Regions from separate parts of the Mus musculus genome. Here region 1 is linked to region 2. Evidence: chromatin contacts called from public HiChIP or PLAC-seq data. All regions are on one chromosome and are shown on one strand. Each heading gives the region's core, a stretch centred on a gene start, on an enhancer-like site or on the middle of the called end of the contact. The rest is flanking DNA. Distances are from core to core; before and after follow the strand shown. Region 1 holds the start of C1qc (complement component 1, q subcomponent, C chain). Region 2 holds the start of Tcea3 (transcription elongation factor A (SII), 3).

Region 1 (6,117 bases), core at 1,057-3,556, 640 kb before region 2:
TTTCCCAGAGCTGAATTTCCTGAGCGGTTGGTTTCCAGGAAGACATGGAGAGTGGATTGCTGTCACCTGACTGCTTAGCAGCCCTGGGGGTGGGGTGGGGACAACTGAGGATCTTGGGTGCTCAAGTGCATTCCCACAATCCCAGGCTCAAACACAATCACACATGGAGATATACACACACAGTTTCACAGCAATCACACATACACTGTCTCCTGCTCACATACACACTACCCTTGAGACTTACCATGATCCCATGTGGGCTGAGGCTCACCCATTCCTCACCAGAACATGGGCTCAGGGACTTCCTCTCAGAACACTATGTACAGCCTTGGAGGTACACACTAGTCACGTCTCCAAACACACGCATGCATCCAGGCACATGGGCGCACACACATGCACACACAGACATGCACAGTTGTAATGGATGTGCACATTTCCACATGCACAGAATACGAAAGCCTGTGTTTCCTCCCACACTAACCCCCATGTGCTCACAGCTCAGTCGGGGACTATTCCCCCCTCCTGTTCACTGGCTGGTGCACCTGGTCTCAGAGTCATCCCTGACATGGCCTGCAGGTACATTTGGACACACATCATCATGCCCTGTGACTGCAGCCGAGAGCCTCTGGGGTCAGGAGGAGGTGAGACACTCCAGGGAGATTAGACCCCCCTCAACTCCAAGCCACCACATGATCCTCAGAGTTCCTTCTTGGCTTCTTCTTGATCCCTCAGCCCCCCCTCCCCCCATGCCTGAATGCACACCTCCACAGGCTGGGAAAGACTTTGACTTTGGGGACCCCGTGTACTGGCTTTCAAAACAAAGTGTAAAACAGCCACTGAGGCTCCCTGACATAAGGCACCCTGCTGGAAGGTGGGGGATCTACAGCTAAGCCAGGCTGTCTGGCCTCAAAGTGGAGAGCTCCTGTCACTTTGTGGGGTCATGCCTGACCCAGTAAGTGGAGAGTGTGGAACCTTTCCTTAACCTACATTCCAGACACTCTGAAAACCCGCAATTCCTCTGAACCTGGAAGCTGAGCCTGGCAGAATGGTGGGCGTGGTGGAGAAGGCTGAGCACGGACCGAGCCTGACACCTGCTGGAAGAGCCAGGCCAGGCACAGAGGCGCCCAAGACCGAAGAGCAAGGGATTCATCACTACCACCTCACAATACAGAGCCCACCACGCTCGGCTCCTCCCAGTCCCTCACCCTTACCTTAGCCACATAGCATATCCTGGGCTACAAGTGGAGGGACAGTCAGGAGGACTGAAAGAGCAAGACCCTGTGGGCTGCTCAACTAGGTATCCTGAATTGCTAGTGTGGGTCAGGATGTAGCATATGCAGGGTGTAGAGAGCCTGGCTTAGATGTAGCTCCCTCCCCAATGCCCTACACAGGACCCCAGCCCAACCCCAAATCCAGGTAATGAGAGCATTAAGTTGGGCTATCCTACTGCCCCAATCTGCCTTCATCCCATAAATTCCACTTGAGGAAAGAGTCAGGAAGAGGCCTGGCCTGACCACTGCAAGTTCCAGGACCAGAGACAAGGTGGGGGCAGGATGAAGGGGGTAGAAAAACCATCAAGGTGGTGGGGGCCTAGCAAAAGAAGAGGTAGTGCCAATCAGGTCTCTGGAATTCCTACATCCAGTGGGGAGATCAGTCTGCGGGGCAGTGACTGCGTCTCCTGGTCAGGGAGAGACCAGCAAGAAGGAAAAGCAGAGGCTCTGTCTCTGATGCACCCATGCCAAGCAAGCTCACCCTGGCACCCTTCCCTGAGCCTGACAACTGGAATGGGTACATGGATGTTTCTAGACTAAGGCCCACCACTTGACAATTTCATGCGAGGCTTGTTTCTGGAAAGCTGCTGAACACAGGGGTCACCCAGCAACTGCACAGTGTGTGACTTAGGGCAAGCCTCAGTTTCCTCTTCTGGAAGAGGGGCTGTAACTTCATCTCAGGGAGATAGAAGGCCATTGATTCTCAAGCACGGAGGATGCCATAGAATGATCACCCTGCCCCTAGGGACAGCTGTGCCCTGGGTTCAGGTCTACACCACACACACACACACACACACACACACACACCCTGGTGTTCTCAGGATGAAGGGACGGCAGACACTTCCTCATTTTGGCACACATGACCTAGGGCCAGGGAAGGAAGGGGTGGGTAGAGATATCACTGTGGTCAGCCTGGATCAGAACCTAAAAGAAAGTGTCAAGTCAGGGAAAATTTCTGGAAAGGGGATGTAGGGTTAGGGTGCTGTGGGGGAGGGGGCTCTCCCTGCTCTGGGCGGTTCTTCTCTCACAGCTCTGAAACAGTATGTTCCTGTCTGGGAGAACAGGACGTCTCTGTGATTAGGCCTGAAGTCCCTTACACCCTCAGGTGAGGCTGGGACCCTGCTGCAGTGCGAGCGAGTTGTGGTTTCCCCTCAGGTACCCTCCTGAACCATAGGACTAGGGGTGTCTTTGTTTGCTGGGATAGGCCTTCTCTAAGGCTTGGACCTTAGAAGAGACCCACTACCTATCTGTCCATCATCCATCCAGCCATCTGTGGTTGGATGTGGACTCCCCAGGATGAAGGGCTACGGAAGGGGACGGGGCAATGAGGAGAGGGAGGGAGAATTCAGTACCAGTTCCTCCATCTCACCCCCGCCCCTCCTCAGGATGGTCGTTGGACCCAGTTGCCAGCCTCCATGTGGACTTTGCCTGCTGCTGCTGTTTCTTCTGGCCCTACCACTCAGGAGCCAGGCCAGCGCTGGCTGCTATGGGATCCCAGGGATGCCAGGCATGCCGGGGGCCCCTGGGAAGGACGGGCATGATGGACTCCAGGGGCCCAAGGGAGAGCCAGGTAAGTCTGCTTGCCTGGATGGAGGCTGGCCTTGGGGCGGGAAGCGCAGAGCCCTCTCTTTCTGCAGGTCCTCAGAGTTCAGACTTTAGCCTCCAGACTGACTCTGGTGACCTTGCAGCATGCTGCCCTCATTTGCCTTATCCTGTAGAAGGGAATAAAGAGGAGCCTCTGTCCCTGCAGGCAGGTGACAGCCTGTTCATTCTACAGATGGATGCTTAGGGAAGGTGGCCCACACTGCCGGGGCACCTATGGGAGGGTCAAAACCAAGCCAAGTCCACCACCTCCCTCTTTATCAGCTTACACAACTTTTTTTTTAACCCCACAGTGCCTTAGTTTGCACGTCTGTGAAATGGGTGCTGCAATCCCTGTTTCTCAGGTTGTCACAGCTTTGAACACGTTTACATAGATGACAAAATTAAGCACCTAGCAGGTGTGATGGTCTCTGTCAATCAGGATGCAAGGGGCAGGGTGGTCAGGACCACACCCAGGGTGTTCTCACGAGTGTCATGGTGTGAAGGGCAGGCCAAGGAAAGGAGTGGGCTGCTAGGGTTAGGGAAGAGAGGAGGGCAGGTGTTGTGGCCCTTTATGAGTGTGGGTGCTTTCCCTGGGAGATCAGTGGAGTCTGGGCATGAGGGAGGGTAAGTAGGGCTGAGCAGAACTCGTGGGGACTTCGGGGACAGAGGGATGAGACAGGGGGCTAATGGAAAGCGCCCTAAAAAAAAAAAGAATGTCCATACTGGCCTCTTTCCTCCCAGCCACCAAATGAAATCTTGCGACCCTGGAAGGAATTACTCACTAGAGGGGAGCCGGTGAGCCCCCCTGGGCTGCACTTTACGGGACCCTGTACATAGGCTGGCAGAGGAGCTTTCTGAGGTCCCCCGGCCACCAGGTTTGGCTCTGAGCATTCTGCATAGGTTCACCTCCCAGAGCTGATAAACCCTTAGATCCATGACTTGCTTCTACTTTGCAAATGTCAAAACTGGGGTCCAGAGAGATCAAGCAATTGACTGGCTCAGAGCCACACAGTGACTGTTGCTCTGCTGCCCCTCACTGTCACTATCCTGCCCTGTCCCCATGAGGAGGCTGAGATAGCCCTGCTCAGTCATCGCCAGCCCCTGACACCACAGCATACTGCTTCCCATGTGCCTAACCTGTGCTCAGCCTTCAGAACAAGCAGAGGCTCATAGAAGGAAACCACCAGCCCGCGGTCACACAGCCTGAGATCTGTTGGGTCCTGAACCCACCCTCTCTTCTTGTTTCTTTCTCTTTGTTTTAGCTTTGGTTTCATTGACACACGGTTTCAGTAGCAGTCTCAAAACCTCAGTGACTGTCCCGCCTCAGTGAACCTCTCCTGAGTGAGAGGAGGCTCTGACTCCAGACTATCTAGCCTGAGCGTAAAAGGTCCACAAGCTGTTGAGAATGTCACAAGACAAATCTTCACGGATTTCTCACACAGAGGGGACAGGCAGGGGTGGTCCAGGAGGGCTTCCTGGAAGAGGAAACTGGAGTTATATATCAAAAAATAAGTAGAGTCCTTAAAGGGGAAGGAGAAAGATCATCAGGCAGAGGCAAAATTCGACCCTCCCACCTCAGATTCCAAAGTGAGACAGGGATAGACCAAGCACAGGACTTACAGCAGAGTCCCTTCCCCCGTCCTGTCCCCTCCACCTGGGCAGAGCTATCTGGAAAGTATGGGCTACAGGTCATTGCCGGACCCACTCAGGGTCCCTCTTCCTGCCTTCTGCCCTATCATGTCCTTCCTGTCTGCTCTCTCTCCAGGAATCCCAGCCGTCCCTGGGACCCGAGGACCCAAGGGTCAGAAGGGCGAGCCTGGCATGCCTGGCCACCGTGGGAAAAATGGCCCCAGGGGGACCTCAGGGTTGCCAGGGGACCCAGGCCCCAGGGGGCCTCCGGGGGAGCCAGGTGTGGAGGGCCGATACAAACAGAAGCACCAGTCGGTATTCACAGTCACCCGGCAGACCACCCAGTACCCAGAGGCCAACGCCCTCGTCAGGTTCAACTCTGTGGTCACCAACCCTCAGGGGCATTACAACCCAAGCACAGGGAAGTTCACCTGTGAAGTGCCGGGCCTCTACTACTTCGTCTACTACACATCGCATACGGCCAACCTGTGCGTGCACCTGAACCTCAACCTTGCCAGGGTGGCCAGCTTCTGCGACCACATGTTCAACAGCAAGCAGGTCAGCTCCGGAGGAGTCCTCCTGCGGCTCCAGAGGGGCGATGAGGTGTGGCTATCAGTCAATGACTACAATGGCATGGTGGGCATAGAGGGCTCCAACAGCGTCTTCTCTGGTTTCCTACTGTTTCCCGACTAGAACGGCAGGCTGCTTCCAGCCCCCAGCCACCCACCTCGCTCCCTCTGCTTTCCCCATCCTCACTCAGACCTCTTCCTCCAGGAAGTCCACCCTGGTTCCTGATCCATCGGCCCTGTATCTCCTCAGAGTTTCTCTGGGAACCACCTAATGGTATTATTCCTGTGGCCATTTATCAATACCTTATGAGACTATTTTTTTGTTCAGGTGGTGAGATAGAGAAATAAATAGATCACTAAATACGCCTGGCACGGGTTTCTCACTTGAAGACCTCGAACTTGAAGTGTGTAGTTTTGCATCTGTGGGTGTTCGTGCCGAGTGAAGGGATGATTTGGAGTGAATTAATGACTGCTGAAATGAGCAAGTTAAGGACTAAAAACAGAAGAAATGAATGAGCCAATAGAAACCGGTAGCAGCTAGTGTGCGAGTCCGTCTCCTGTGTCCAGGTGTTTAATATTCACACTCATGTTCTGAGATGAATGTGGATTCGTGGACAGCAGAGAGAGGCACCCCACATGTCTGATGCACAGCTTCCAGGCACCCCAAGAGGCTGTCCAAAACATGGCTGTTTGTACAAGCTGTGAGGCTTGGGCTGCGATTCCTGATGGCAGGAACTGGCCACCGCAGCCTTCAGAGGACTAGGGAGGCCTACCGTGGGTACCTGCTGGCAGAAAACCCAAAGTGCGGCTGTCAGGTGAGAGGGCGGCTCAGTGGTAACGAGCACGTGCTGGTCTTGCAGAGGACTGGGGTTTAGGCCCCAGCACCCCAGTCAGGCAGCTTACAATGAGCAGCCTGTGACTCCAGGCGATCTGATGTCCTTTTCCAGACTCCACAGGCACCTGCCCTTGCTATGGAGTGCCCCCCCCCCACACACAATTAAAAATGAAACTTAAAAAAAAAATCATGAAGTGTAACTGTCTGGGGCAGAGCGGTATGAAAGAGG
Region 2 (6,515 bases), core at 2,515-5,014:
AAGACCTTGTCTCAAAACCAAACAGGGCTGGAGAGATGGCTCAGTGGTTAAGAGCACTGACTGCTCTTTCAGAGGTCCTGAGTTCAAATCCCAGCAACCACATGGTGGCTCACAACCATCTGTAGTGGGATCTGATGCCCTCTTCTGGTGTGTCTGAAGACAGTATACTCTTATAAACAGATAATTCTTAAAAAACAAACCACCCACTTCTCAGAAGGCTTAGGGAAGTGGGTCCTATTTACTTCTAAAGAATTATCAACCCCTTCCACAGAAGAGGAAACCAAGAGACTTTGTAAAGAACCAGTCTTGAACAAACACTAGGCTTGGAACTTCACATACCATTTCAAGACATAGATCTACCAGTATGGACACAGTCGTGGAGACCAGTAAGTAGAGCCATGTGCTGATGCAGACTGAGAGCCAGTTCTCAAGGAGAGAGCCCTCACTCATAGCACCTGCTAGTTCCTGTGGAATAAATACCATCTCAGTGATGGCTTTCAAGCTACCAACATGTTGTTCCTGAATGGAGTTTTCTTTTACAGTTATACCTTGTGTGTGTGTGTGTGTGTGTGTGTGTGTGCATATATGCACATGTCAAAGCCTACATGAGTAGATAGGAGGCTGCCCCATGGGAGTCAGGTGTCTCCTTTCACCACAGTTTGGTTTGGTTTGGTTTGGTTTAGATTGGGTTTTCTTTTTTTTTTTTTCCCCCCGTGTTTTTTTTTTTTTTTTTCCATTTTTTATTAGGTATTTAGCTCATTTACATTTCCAATGCTATACCAAAAGTCCCCCATATCCACCCACCCTAGATTGGGTTTTCAAAACAGGATTTCTCTGTGTGGCCCTGTCTCTCCTTGGAACTTGCTCTGTAAACCAGGTTGGTCTTGAACTCACAGAGATCCGCCTGCCTCTGCCTCCCAGGTGCTGGGATTAAAGGCGTGTGCCACCACTGCCCAGTGCACCACAGGTTCTAAATTCAGTTTAATTGCAAGCACTTTTACCCACTGAGCCATCTTACTGACCCCTGATAGTAGTGGGACAGAACTGGCAGGGGAGACCCTGTGCAAAGAGTCCTTTTTAACTATAAGCAAACTGACGTTTTTGTTTTTAAAGTCTGTGTTTAACAGTTCCCTAAAATCCTGAAAATTCCATAGTCAGCATGAAATCATTTGCAGTTCACCACCGGGTACACGTCTTTGAATAACTGGAATGTAGCACCCGTGAGCCTGTGCTGAAGATGGTGGGCTCATAAAGCCGTGTGCCAATCTTGTTACGTGTGCTTCTCTCACTGTGTGGCAAAGACACTCTCTGGTGCCAGTGTGGAGAAGTGAGGACGCAGCTCAGGACCCTCTGTGTCTGTTTGTTCCCAAGCGATGATGTCTGAAACTATAAACTAGCCTGTTGGCTTTGCATTTCCCAGGGAAGCCGTGCTATCGTGCTATCGGCTTTGGTGGTGGTGGTGGGGTATCTACCTGCTTTAACCGAAACTGTCAGAGCATGTGCGTCATGCCTGTTCTGTTAGTGTCAGGAGCCACAGCCCACATGCCGTCAAATAGAAGTTGCTTGCTAGATAGCAGTGTGTGGCTCTGTTGATGTGTCATTAGTGTGCACTTAGCTGGTGTGTGTTTGTCTCCTGCAAGCGGTTTAGCCGGTGCATGCTTACAGTATCTGACACAGCCCCAAGTCACTGAATAAACAAATTCCAGCCCTGCGCTGCTACGTGGAGGATCTGTCTTATTGCAGGAAGTATGCCTTCTTGGACTAACCACCACTGGGCAGGCCCACTTTCACTCTCGGTCCAGGCCCGCCTTTCTCAGGCAGAAGTCCAGAGCTCTGTGCCTACACAAACCCTGCTAGAGCCCAGGCGCAGACTCCAGACACAATTGTGACTCTACACAGTTGTGCCCTGTAAGGATCCTGTGGCCAACCATTCGGCTTTCCTGAAGACTGTCCTGGCACTACTTGGGATGCCCACTCCCAAGAGGCCCTATTTCCTCTTCCCATTTCACAGAAGAGGAAACTGAGGTCCAGAGGAGAGTAGAATAGCTAGCCTAGGAGTGTAAACGGATTAAGAGGGAAGCCAGAGCAGTCCCCTTAATCTTCTCAACCTGGCTGTCTTCCTTAGCGCCTCCTCCTACTCCCAAATCCTTCTCAGCCCAAAGCCCAGGCTTCCTTTACTGGCCCAAATCTGGGGTGAGCAAGGGGGTTAGGCTTAGACAATCTGTCTACCCGAAATACCATGTAGTTTGGGGTTCTTAGTTGGAAGAATGTCCTGTGACTTGAGTTTAGGTTTTTCTGGCGACATTGGGGGAAGCCTAGCGCAGCGCAGTCTCGCAGTCGGGGCTGGGAGCCAAAGGAAAGTGCCGCCGAAGCTCGGCAGGTGACGGGTGGAGGCATCTTTTAACGTCACCTCCAGTCCTATCTCACTCACTCTCAACTCTCCCTACTGCCTCCCCGCCCCCATGTTCTTCCCCCAGGCAATCCATCCTCTTACAGACAAAGAAACCGCAGCCTCAGCCTCTCACCATTTTACCAACACCACCATCTCTCTCATTGTTACCAGGTAACAATTTCAGGAAGCCTAACACTCCTTGGCTGCTCCAGCCTGTCACTCATCCCGGGTCTGAAACCTCTCTTTGGGCCCCAGAGTTTTCCAATTTTCCTGGAATGTCCTGGCAATGCAGGTCCTGGTGCAACTCGTTGCTAGAAACTATGTAGAAGAAAAGGACCCCGCGGCAAGTCAGCATGGAGGGCCTCATTCACAGGGTCCCTGGTCTTCTCCCTTTCAGTCCACGCCCCTCTAGAATTGGCACAGTCGCCAGCTTCCAGCCTGAGGCAAAGATCGCTAGGTAGATCAAACATTAACTTTCCATTTGGATCCAGCTCGGTGCTACCCGGACTGAGGGCTCAGGGACCCTCGGGCGACCAGGGCTGCGGACCCCCACCTCCCGCCACAGTTCTCCTTCGTGCACCTCCCCCTCTGGGCCAGCCCAGGCCCCATCTTTTCCTTCCCCCGCCCCGCACCTGTTCACCTCCGCCCGCCAGGGCCCCATCCCGCGGCCAAGGAAAAAGTTGCAAACAGAACTCCTGGCACTTCAGTCACCGCCCTTCGCTCGGGTCTCCTGGGGTGTGCAAACGAGGCTCGGCGCCCCCTTCTCAGCCCGAAGTTCTCCGATCCTTTTTGAAGTCACCCAAAACGTGCCCCTCCAGTTCTCGCTGCGCCTGCAGCTCCCCGGGCCTAGCGCACATCCCGAACCCCCAGACTCCTAAATGTCCTCCCCTGGGTTTGTGTCTCTCCTTGCTCTTTCTCTGCTCCGCGCAAGCTGCCCAGGAGCGCACCCAACCCGTCCACAGTGACTTGCAACAGTCGCGCGCCTTAGGGGACTCTGTACGATCCCCTCCAGACCTGGCCATGCACATGCCCATCCTAAAGTGGCCAGCAAGTAGCCGGGGGACCCCCTGCCGGGCAACTCCTCCCCAGTCCCGTGTCCCCTGACCCGCGCGCTCCCTTCGGGCACAGGGCCGGCACGCCCACCAAGCCCATAGCTGGGGGAGTCTTGCCTCCGTGGCCCGGGGGCTGCGTTGCAAACTCTGCAGCCTCACCGTCTTCTTCCGGGACACCATCTTCTCCAGCTTTTTGGCGATCCTCAACAGCTCCTCTTCCAGGCCCATGTTGGTCCACAACGCACGGCGGGGTTAGGGGCGCAGGGCAGCAGCGGGCGCCAAGGCGCGAGCCGCAAGGGCCGCAAACACACCGGACACTCGAGCCGGGAGGGGGCGGGGCGCGCCCCTCCCATCGCTGGGGGGAGGGGTGGCGGGCACTAAATATAGACTTCAAGGACTGCCCGGGCAAAGATTGCCTGAGCCTGGCGGGTCGTGCCTCAGGGGGTGTGTAAGTGGGAGGGGAGGACCAATCTGGAAGAAGGGGCTCTTCTCTTCCAACTCTCCTAGGGGTGCCCCAGGCTCCAGGGAGATTCGAGCATGAGGGTTCGGGGGTGATGAGTGTCAGCATAGCAGTGGGAAGTACAGAGCTGCCGGGTCTCAGCATCACTGCGCTCCCAGAGGGAGCTATGCCCAAGCTGGGAAAGTTGGTGAATTCATCGCATCTTGGTGCAGATTTTGACGTCAGCTCTGCCCTAACTTAGGTAGGCTCCTTGGTGCGCCCAAGGCCTGTGCCGTACACGTACTCGCGAGGTATACTCAGAGCCCTTTGCCGGCCAGTCTTTATTTTTTCTAACAACCTCTCAAAGGGGTATCGGGACCACGCTCCGAAAGACTAAGTTTTGGGTGATTCCGGTACACAGGGGGTGGGCTTGGAAGAGTAATTTGGGGTGGAGGGAATAACTCTGCCTCCCACTCTCGGCTCGCGAGCGGTAATTCCAAGAATTCGCTGAAGACCTAGTTCCCCTCCTGACAGAAAATGACCTTTCTGCGAGGGTCTCTGATTTGAAGCGGGGCAGAAGAGGGCTCACAGTGTGTGAAGGAACTTTCTGAGATAACCTCAGAGAAACAAGTCTGGAGCCTGTTGTGGACACCTGTCTCCCAACTGCTGCAGTGTGATGACGGTCAAGGTTTTTTGTTTTTTGTTTTTTTTTTTTTTTCATTCGACAAACGGTATCCAGTCAACTAGCAAGAAAAATCTCAGGGGCGGCAGGCTGGGCAGAATAACCATTAAAGAGGACTGTATTCCTCACAGCTGGGGTGGGGAGAGGAGGGAGAGAGGGCAAGTGTAAGGCCCAGCTGGGGCCTCATCCCCGTCCCAAGAAGTGAAATTTATTGCCTCAAAAGGCAGAATGGAAGTTTGGGGGAGGGGGAGGTCTGTGTAGTCGGTCAGGCCGCAAGCGGTTATTCTATTTACTGAGCTCCTACTGTGTTCCAGGTATTTCTAGCGTCCTGAGCCAGACGGCTCTCCTGGAGCACTCAGAGAACAAAGCTTGGGGATCACTGACATGTCAGCAGGGGGTGGGGAGGTGAGGAGGTGGCCGGGGGAGGAGCTGAAAAGTCCTTGGCTATAGCGGAGTGTTGTGGAGAGGTCCGGGATGGGTCCGGAAGGGCGGGGCCTTAACACCATGTGGCCAAAGCCAGGTTTTTCTTCAGTGGAGCTTCTGGGAGGCCTCTTGGCCAAAAGAAGCTTGAAGGACCCTAAGAAAACGCGTCAGACTTTATTATGCAAATAGAAGAGTCAATCTCAGGAAGTGGGAGGCCGCCTCCTCGGTACAGCCAGCATTTGCTGGTACCCATTGTATCCCTTCTGCCCACCTGTCCAAGAGAGAGGTCACCTGCACACAAAGATGCACACAACTGTCTTATTTCCCTGTGAGCTTTGGGGGGGGGGGGCAGACAGGGAACTGATACCCTCAGAGGGGTTTCACCATCGGTGGTAAACACCCCATTCTTTACTCTCAAAGGGACAGCGCAAAGGTATTTGCTAACTCACTATGGCCCTGCCTCAGTCCCCAGAATGCTGGAATTACAGATGTGTGCAGCTGTGCCAGCGTCTTTTATGCTTGTGTGTGTGTGTGTGTGTGTGTGTACTCGGCAGGAGGCAGGCAGCCAGAGACTGGTGGTGGTCTCAATTGCTAGCCTCCTTATGTTTTGAGACAGGGTCTCTCACTGAACCTGGAGCTGCCCAGCAGGCTTCCGGGATCCTCCAGGGTCTGCTTCCACAGAGCCAGGAGTCTGGGAGGACACTGTGTACTTAGCTCTTGGCATAAGCCCTGCAGATTCGAACTCAAATCCTCAACCTTGCGTGTTGTATGGCAAGCACTTTCCCAACAGCCTTCTTCTCTGTCCTTCACTGCTGACAAACCTTTTCTGTTTCATTTCTCCCCTTGTTATGCATTCAGGGCTCACCTCACAAACTCCATTACCCAACTCATCATCTCAGGGCAACCAAGAGGGGGTGTGGTCGGGACCATGGGTGAGCCACGAATCAGGTCCTCAGGCTCTGGCCCAGTGTGCTTTTCCTGCACACCAGGGGTTCTGAGCCTGGCTGCTGACAACATTTTGGATTGGCTAGTTCATTGCTGTGAGGATAAACCATACCATGTGGGTATGGGTTTTTTTTTTGTTTTGTTTTTTGTTTTTTTGTGAGACAGGGTTTCTCTGTGTAGCCCTGACTGTCCTGGAACTTACTCTGTAGACCAGGCTGGCCTCGAACTCAAAAATCTGCTTGCCTCTGCCTCCCGAGTGCTGCAATTAAAGGTGTGTGCCACCACGCCCGGCTCATGTGGGTGTGTTTTGAGTGTGTTTTCTTCCTTCCTGGTGTGGCAATGTGGAAGGGTGAGTGAGCCTTTAAGGGGCAGCGCCTAGTGGAAGGCAATTATGTGAGGGGCTCTGCCTCTAGGGAGTGAGTTCTTACAGAAGTGAGATTCTATAAATAAAGCAAATTGCGATTACTGCACATAAGTGCTTGCTTTCTCCTCTTTTGTGATGTTGTGACAGACGGGGCCTTTTACAGGGCATTCATGGCATGCTGTTTGGACTTTCCAATCACCAGAACCCTAAGCCAAAGA

The links. HiChIP or PLAC-seq counts read pairs in DNA pulled down with a chosen protein or histone mark.
Region 1: an H3K4me3 HiChIP or PLAC-seq map of bone marrow-derived macrophages shows a contact between it and region 2, with 2.4 times the contacts expected there. The contact joins the promoter of C1qc here to the promoter of Tcea3 in region 2. A contact is called at or near these places in 1 of 39 promoter capture datasets (hippocampal neurons) and 2 of 115 datasets of contacts at active chromatin or transcription factors (astrocytes and bone marrow-derived macrophages).

The regions. Positions count from the first base shown.
Region 1 is chr4:136,889,103-136,895,219 of GRCm38.p6, reverse strand. It overlaps C1qc (complement component 1, q subcomponent, C chain), which reads left to right and starts at 2,306. Exons shown (of 3, transcript NM_007574.2): 1 at 2,306-2,376; 2 at 2,657-2,841; 3 at 4,621-5,418. The coding sequence starts at 2,658. The coding sequence ends at 5,177.
Region 2 is chr4:136,245,206-136,251,720 of GRCm38.p6, reverse strand. Tcea3 (transcription elongation factor A (SII), 3) reads right to left here and starts at 3,764. Exons shown (of 11, transcript NM_011542.2): 1 at 3,604-3,764. The coding sequence starts at 3,672. It overlaps Asap3 (ArfGAP with SH3 domain, ankyrin repeat and PH domain 3), which reads right to left. Exons shown (of 25, transcript NM_001008232.2): 25 at 5,148-6,515.